Regions from separate parts of the Sus scrofa genome. Here all the other regions are linked to region 2. A link is a contact called in public Hi-C and HiChIP or PLAC-seq data. All regions are on one chromosome and are shown on one strand. The core of a region is the stretch at or near the end of the contact, and the rest is flanking DNA. Distances in the headings are between cores, read along the strand shown.

Evidence for each region. A called contact is a pair of places that touch in the nucleus more often than the background predicts. HiChIP or PLAC-seq counts read pairs in DNA pulled down with a chosen protein or histone mark.
Region 1: a contact with region 2 is called in an H3K27ac HiChIP or PLAC-seq map of skeletal muscle. The contact joins the promoter of COL4A3BP here to the promoter of ANKDD1B in region 2. A contact is called at or near these places in 1 of 5 promoter capture datasets (fetal liver), 1 of 47 Hi-C or Micro-C datasets (liver) and 1 of 2 datasets of contacts at active chromatin or transcription factors (skeletal muscle).
Region 3: a Hi-C map of liver shows a contact between it and region 2, with 2.0 times the contacts expected there. The contact joins the enhancer-like site here to the promoter of ANKDD1B in region 2. A contact is called at or near these places in 1 of 5 promoter capture datasets (liver) and 6 of 47 Hi-C or Micro-C datasets (embryonic fibroblasts, fetal liver and liver).

The regions. Positions count from the first base shown.
Region 1 is chr2:84,536,584-84,539,283 of Sscrofa11.1, reverse strand. COL4A3BP (collagen type IV alpha-3-binding protein) reads left to right here and starts at 1,266. Exons shown (of 20, transcript XM_021084454.1): 1 at 1,266-1,366; 2 at 1,599-2,010. The coding sequence starts at 1,281.
Region 2 is chr2:84,619,818-84,622,517 of Sscrofa11.1, reverse strand. ANKDD1B (ankyrin repeat and death domain-containing protein 1B) reads right to left here and starts at 1,422. Exons shown (of 14, transcript XM_013994918.2): 1 at 850-1,422. The coding sequence starts at 1,171.
Region 3 is chr2:84,690,190-84,692,889 of Sscrofa11.1, reverse strand. POC5 (centrosomal protein POC5) reads left to right here. Exons shown (of 13, transcript XM_005661493.3): 13 at 2,064-2,700. The coding sequence ends at 2,207. Among named protein-coding and RNA genes, the nearest start is that of POC5, 39 kb to the left of the region's middle. Within about 2 kb of position 1,424, at least 4 of the 83 cell types and tissues checked have an H3K27ac peak or open chromatin away from gene starts, as enhancers often do. A contact at or near this core is called in fetal liver and liver, where this site is marked.

The DNA of each region.
Region 1 (2,700 bases), core at 17-2,516, 83 kb after region 2:
TGGCTTTCAATTGTACACTGTCACTTGATTCCAGAATGGAAAAATGATTTGTAACTGATTTACAACAGATTCAGCATCTGTAGGTGTCAGTTTAGGAAAATGAAACATAGCATTGGTACTTCTCAGAGGCACTTTTCCATCATTCTGTTTTTCCTGAAGATCCCAGTTAAGTTGAACTCTATGGCTACCAGAACTCTTTGTGGTCTCTATGCCTTTTTCCCTGCACTCAAAATTTCACCTCTATCTGCTGTCACCTGCAGTGAGCAGATATTCTTTCTCAGGTTTAATAAGGAATATTACTGTTGGCAATTACTAGGAAATTGACAAGATGGAAAAGTAGCACACGAGCTGAAATAATTTAAGCCACAAAGTTAAAGATGTCTCCATAAAAGTCATCCTTTTAAAGTATGCAGGAAAAAAAAAAAAAACTAAACAAGATCTGTTAGCTCTTCTATTGGGCTTTCTACTAAGTCAGTTCTAGTCTTAAGATTAAAGCCAGGCTTCTGTTGTGGAATCCCTTATTCAATAAGATTACTACACTTTGGTTTTTGTTATACAAGAAACTTTCTATTCCAACCTCTCCTATCTTTCAGAGAGGTAGGTCAATACAGATTGATTTTTAACCTGGGTCTCAGGGAGACACATTAACAACTAAGAGAAAACTCCAGGCTCTCATCTTATTTTACTTTAAAAACTCGTCAACGTCATTTATCCTTTGACATCTTCGGAATTACTTTCCACAATACAAACTCTGCAAAATTAGCAATGAGAAGTTCTTGCTCTGGTGAGCAGGGTCTAAGAATTTTTCCTTCGAAAGTGGGAAATGTTCTGCGAAGTTTAATTTCTAATGAGCGAGATGAAGACCTTGGAAATTTGCAGAGGTGGTTTGACGGAAAGAAACGCCGCTGTCATTAGAGAGGTCGCAATCCCCAGGCCCGCGGTTGAGGCGGAAGCGCCGGGTAGACCTCTGCCCGGGCAAGCGGCAAGATGCTTCCGGACCTTCGGGAGGCCGCCAGGGAGGGCAGGCCCGGGCACCCTCAGCAGAGAATTATCTCACGTCCAGGCACGCAAGCCCGGTGGGTTCGTCATAAACACGCTAGACTGAGACACAAGCACGGCCGAGGGGGATCGGTCACGCAACTGTCAAGCGAAGCCCACCCTCCCGTAACCGTCCCCAAGGCGACAAGGTTTCCCGGCGTGGATCACTCACCAGTTGCCTCAGGACCGCGACTACAACTCCCAGGAGGCTGTGCGGTGGACAGAGCAGCGTCCTTCCCAGAATGCAGCACAGCGGCCTCCCCGTCCCTCCTTCTCCTTTCTCCGCTCCTCCTACTTATCTACCCAGCGTCACCCGGGAGGACCAGAGGTAGGTTGCGGGAGGGGACTCCAAGCTTCGGCGTGTCGCGTCAGACGTTGGGAGGGGGACTGGGCGGGGAGCAGGGGGGAGAATGGGAGGACGAAGGGGAGGGGAGAGGGGAGGGGAGAGTAAATAGTGGGCCAGGCAGGAAGATGGCGGCGGTAGCGGAGGTGTGAGAGACCCGGGTCTCTTGCAGCTGGATTTTTCTCTTCCCTCTTCCTACCCTTTTCCTTTCCCTGAGGTTGGCATCCCGAGGGTTGAGTTCGGGTGGCGGCGCCGGGCGCAGCGCAGGGGTCACGGCGACGGCGGCAGCGGCTGACGGCTGGAAGGGCAGGCTTCCTTCGCCGCTTGTCCTCCTTCCCCGGTCCGCTCGGTGTCAGGCGCGGCGGCTGCGGCGGCGCGGCGGGCGGACTTCATCCCTTCTCCAGCTCCCTCCTGCACCGGAGCGGGCACTCTTTCTTTCGATATCCCCTAACCCCTCACCTCGGGGACTGGGCGCCTCCTCTGGCACAGCTCGGGGAGCGGGGGCCGGTCTCCTGCTCCACTGTCGCGCCTCCATGTCGGATAACCAGAGCTGGAACTCCTCGGGCTCGGAGGAGGATCCGGAGACGGAGTCCGGGCCGCCTGTGGAGCGCTGCGGGGTCCTTAGCAAGGTGAGCAACCCGCGGGCCCAGGGCCCTCAGCCTGAACTCACCTGCCGCGAGGCGAGCGGCTGAGGGCATGGGGTGGGGCTGGGCGGGAGGCACGGACAGTCCCGGGGCGGGGGCTGCGGAATGTGTAGGGGTGTGGAGCCGAGTACTGCGGCAGGAGTGCCCGGGCCAGGGTTGGGGTGGGGGTGGGGGTGAGGGCAGAAGGGGACTGTCTTCCTCTCCTGCCCCGGAGCTTGGCGGCCTAGGACCGGGGAAAACGTGTCCCAATCCCGGATCCCGTTTGGGAGCGGGATGCGCACGGTGACTTGGACCCAGGGTGGCAGCTGTCCCGCATATGGGAATTCGGGTTGGGCAACAGCGGTGTCCGAAGGACTGGATACGAGAACGATGCAGATGAGACCTTTTATACGAGGTTAGTCAGGAGATGTCAAGCAGAGTAGGCTTGGGGGGTTTCTGCAGACGCGGCTGTTTAGACGGAAGACGGAACAACTCGGCTTGGTGCTGAAATCTGAGGTGGTAAACCGTGCCAGGTTAAATGTGAGAGATCTCAGTGAGGAGGACTCTTGAACTTTTCCCTTCACCCTTTATCCCAGTTCAGAGAAGAGCTATTGAATCGGCAGGTGATAGAAATATTCATAGTAACTTGAAACATGTCAGGATGGAGACCAACTTTTAGTCCAGGAAGAAGAGCAT
Region 2 (2,700 bases), core at 173-2,672:
CCAAATCCATATGTTGAAATTCTAACCCCTACTACCTCAAAATAGTGATAATAGTGTCCAGATGATCCACTCCACGCTTTAAGAACTTAAGTACAGGAGTTCCCGAGGTGGCTCAGCAGTCACAAACCCAAGTAGTCTCCATGAGGATTTGGGTTGGATCTCTGGCCTCTCTCAGTGGATTAAGGGTCTGGCCTTGTCATGAGCTGTGGGGTAGGTCATAGACACCGCTGGGATCCGGCACTGCTGTGGCTGTGACTCGGCCCCCTACTGCAGCTCCACTTCAGCCCCTAGCCTAGGAATTCCCATACACCGTGGGTATGGCAAGAAAGGAAAGAAAGGAAAGAAAGGAAAGTAAGGAAGAAAGAAAGAAAGAAAGAAAGAAAGAAAGAGAGGAAGGAAGAAAGAAAGAAAGAAAGAAAAGAAGGAAGGAAGGAAGGAAGGAAGGAAGAAAGAAAGAAAGAAAGAAAGAAAGAAAGAAAGAAAAGAACTTAAGTACAGAAAGATTAAGTGACTTATTTAAAGTCACACAATAAATCAGTGCCTGAGTCAGGCTACAGGAGATAATAGCACATAAAACTCTTTCCTTATGTGTAAAAGGCCTTACTCATTTCTTTAAAAGTTATCTTCCTTAATTTAAAAGAGTAACACCTTCTTTCCACCCACAGGGTAGGAGTAACCTGAAATAAAACGACCTGAGAAACGTGAGCCAACCCTGGATGGGGGTGGATCCCAAAGCTGGAAACCAGCCCACAGAGGGCGCAGGGCTGAGGAAGAACTTGGGGTCCCTTCCCCGCACCTGCTGGACCAGCTGCCCCCGCTGGCCTCTCCAGACCTCGTCCCCGGACTCACGGAACTCGTGTCTGGCCGCCGCCTCCTCCTCCCTCGGCCCGTCTTGCTTTGGAATCTGCACCAGGCCCCGCAGGTCCTCCCGCAGCCCTTCGGCGGCCGCGGCCGCGCCGAGCAGCAGCCCCCTCGCCGCCGCCCTGCGCCGCGGGGCGCGCCGACCGGGCTCCATGTCCACCCCGAGGCCGCAGCGCAGGGCGCCGCTCAGACCCGGGCTAGAGGCGGACGGGCAGGCCCCGCTCTCCGCTGCGGGCACTTCTGCGGGCGGCTCCCGTCCGGGCTTCGGCCCTACCGGGCCTTCAGGTGTGGCGCCGGGCTGTGGTTGCATTCACCTGAGATAAAATGTCCTGCGGAAACTCCCAGCGCACACTTAAGCCGTTCTTGGTACAGTTTGGAGAAAGGTCGAGGTTGGCTTTATAACCACACTCTTGGAACTTCTTATAGAATCATTTCTAAATGAGCTTCCAGAATTTTCTTTTGAAGAGACTAAGAGTTAGTTGCTTCTCTGAGGATGGGAAACCTTGCTATTTCTTTTTTTTTTTTTTTCTTTCGTCTTTTTTTGTTGTTGTTGTTGCTATTTCTTGGGCCGCTCCCGCGGCATATGGAGGTTCCCAGGCCAGGGGTTGAGTCGGAGCTGTAGCCACCTGCCTACGCCAGAGCCACAGCAACGCGGGATCCGAGCCGCGTCTACAACCTACACCACAGCTCACGGCAACGCCGGATCACTAACCCACTGAGCAAGGGCAGGGACCGAACCCGCAACCTCATGGTTCCTAGTCGGATTCGTTAACCACTGCGCCACGACGGGAACTATTTCGTTTTAATGCAGTGGTAACCTACTGAACTCCCCATCTTGGGTAGTATTTCCTTCATAGTGGCTTATAAAATACATGAATGAACTATAGCAGTCCATTCTGGGCACTCCTGTGCCTAGCTAAAATTAAAAAAATATAGGAGAAAAGCAGAATATTGAAGGACAACCAGAGTCTCTCCCCTGAGTCTCTAGCACCTAAGCACAGTGTGTTGGCTGGATTACAGAAAATAAAACAAAATAAAATGATGGCACATCTCATATCTGTGGAAGGGTTCACAGGTTAAAATTAGAAGTTTAGCCTAATCCAGGAAGAAAACAAAATTGAGCCCTCGACCAGATTTGACCCCAGAACTGACCTGCCTTTTTGATACACACACACACACACACACACAGATGGGCGATGTTAGGGAAATATTGTCTATAAATATGCACAAAATGGTTTAGAGAGGGGAAAGAAACTGATGAAAGCTGAGACATGAGTTGGAAGGCTAGAGATTAGGCAGCTGATGAGGATTTGACAGGAGTAGAAAGAAGAGGATGTTTTCAAGAGGCCCTGCAAGGATAGATAATTCAGTAACAGATATGGGTTTGGCAGAGGTTGTGTGTGTGTGTATGTATATCTGTGCACACACACATAATGTATGTATATCTGTGCATATGTATATGTAGGTATGCATGAGATTGAAATCATAACAAATTTAACAGAGCGAGATTAGAAGGAGAAGGTGAAAACTATTTGTCTCAATTATCTTCTGTCTCCCTGAGCCTTCTGTACACAGGAACAGTTAGAAAATAAATGACCTCATACTTGTAAGAGGAACAGTTCAATATTATGGTTTGCTTTCTAAATGGAATCATGTTTTCAATACTCACTGTGATATCATTTGCGTTTTTCTTGAACAACTGTTAATCCACTTGTGTATGACCAAGCAAAAGTAATTATCCCTTAATAATACAACAGAAAAAACCCAGTTTTTGTTCCAGGGGAATAAACACCACCTCTCTGAAACATTCACTAAAATCCTACCAGCACCAAGTATGCT
Region 3 (2,700 bases), core at 175-2,674, 70 kb before region 2:
AAAAAATTCAGGTTGTAATAAATTCAGGTACCGTAAAGGAAAGTACATGGAATTGAAACAAAAATAAACTCAAACATTGAGTTAGTGCATCAATTTTGTTTCTTACTGCCTTTGAGATCGTATACAAATCAAGTAAAATGTTTGAGCCTTTATTTTTTTCTTGTGTAAAATGGGAGCCATAAGAGGACTTAACTCCTGGAGTTTTTGCCAGGATTCAGGATTAAATGAGAGAACGTGAAAATTAAATGGGATGTTAAAGACATTTTGTAAACTGTAAAGCTGTAAGCAAATTTAACAAAAATTACAAGAGAAGGGTACATGGGATATATCTCTTTCTTAAAACTGAATGTGAATCAGCAATTATCTCCACAAGTTTAATTCCTAAAAGTTACAAGAACACATTCCTCCAGAGAAACAAGGATTGACTTTAAAAGAGAATGGCCTCTGTATAAATTCTCAAGTTAAATTAACATTCCTATCTACTTAATATGTCAAAAAGATAAAAGGAATGATTTTAAATCCTTTTCTCAATACTACATTGCTGCTAGATAATTAAGTCCCAAGAGGCTGGATTGATTGTTTCAATTTAGGTCCAGGGTGAGTACAGGGCAGTGGCAGGCTGCGCTGGAGGAGTACCACACTGAAGACAGGGAGGGTGGAGGATTATCTTTGCCTTCATAGGTTGGACTGACTCTGAAAGTCCTTAGATGACTTCGCCACATCTTTCTGAAAAATGTGAGATTCGTTATCAAAAAATCTATTTTTATCAGCACATACAATGTTTGTGAAGAAATGGGGCGTGAGGGGAGAAAGACTGTCCTTCAGCAAGATCAAGAATATATAAAGAGAAATGTGTTTAATTCAGACAACCTGTTGTTTTGTACTGACAGGAATAATTTTTTCCACGGAGTTTCCGTCGTGGCTCAGTGCTTAGGAACCATGAGGTCGAGGGTTTGATCCCTGGCCTCACTCAGTGGGTTAAGGATCCGGCGTTGCCGTGACCTGTGGTGTAGGCCACAGACGCAGCTCAGATCCCTCGTTGCTGTGGCTCTGGCGTAGGCCGGCAGCTACAGCTCCAATTCGACCCCTAGCCTGGGAATCTCCACATGCCGCAGGAGCGGCCCCAGAAAAGGCAAAAAGACCAAAAAAAAAAAAAAAAGCAAAAAGGAATAATTTTTTCCAGAAGAAAAATTTCTGAACTAAAGTATCAGAAATGAGGGTTACGAGTCTTACCTCCCAAACTGCCCTTTGCTTATTTAGCATGTCCAGTAATTGGCCACAAAGTAAACAGCCAAAAATGGCTTCCATTATTATTTCCTTTGGATTGTGTAACAGACACAGTGGCAGTCCCCTGTACTATTTCATTTTTTTCCCAGCAACCTACGATCTAACCTAATGATCAGAAACCCTGTCACTAGTCAACCAGTAATCAGATTTCTGACCCTTGAGCGCCATCTGCTGGCTAATTGCCCGCTCCTGGAGCTACTTATCCTGTGCTGTATTTTGTAGCTCACGCTGCCCCTGGAACCATGCATCTGCTTCTGCAGTTCTCTTGCCCACCATCCCTAGGGACAAACAGCTCTCTTGACAGGGTCAGAATGGGTGGCTATCAACTAAAATTTCATACCAGTTACAAGAATTTCTCCCACCTGTAATGGTTATCCAGTTATTTATGTACAAAGAAACAATTACATAATACTTTCAAGAAAGGACGTTATTTTTCCATTTCTTTAAAGAGGAACACTTAAAGCGAATCTGACATGAGGGTCTTTGTTTCAAGAGGTTTCATTTTTTTTTTAAAGAAAGCCTTCTGAAATATAAATGTTCTGACGTAATATATATAATTTTACTTCAATGATTTTAAAGATGACTTCTCTAAGTGGAGACCTTAATAGGACTCTACATGTACTCATGTTTATGGGGTTAAATTATAGATAATGAAATATTTAATATGGGGTTAAATTATAGATAATGAAATATTTAATATGGGGTTAAATTACAGATAATGAAATATTTAATGTATAATTCTGTGGGGTTATTAAAGCATTTTTTTGCCTTTTCAGCAAACCATTCCTCAAGCTACTGCAGCAAAATATCCCCGGACCATCCACCCTGAAAGTAGTACCTCGGTTTCCAGGTCTCTAGGAACCAGATCAACTCACACGCAATCTCTCACAAGCATTCATTCCATAAAAGTGGTTGACTAAAAAGAATGTTCATATTGAGGTCTTTTAATTCTTCTGGTTTTAACCAAGAATTACAAGTCTTTAGTTTTTAAAATTTCGTATTCTTAGAACACCATGGATGCGTCATGTTCATTTTTTCAAAATGACAAGAGACTTTTTCAAGCTGTACTATCCTTTGTAACTGTATGTAGGGTTATTTTAATTTTATTTTTTATTTAAGCAACTAAGTAAAACTTTCTTAAATTAAAAAAGAAACTGGATTTTTTTTAATAGGCTCAGCCTGTCACTGATTACATCACAGTATATAAATCCTGTTTTTGCAATATTACTGCCAAAAGGCTAAATCAGTTAACTTTGAGAACTTTACTAAAAAAAAAAATTATTAAAACTAACGCAGGAGAGTTCCCATGTGGTGCAGTGGTTCCGACTAGGAACCATGAGGTTGCGGGTTCGGTCCCTGGCCTTGCTCAGTGGGTTAAGGATCCTGCGTTGCTGTGGCTCTGGTGTAGACCAG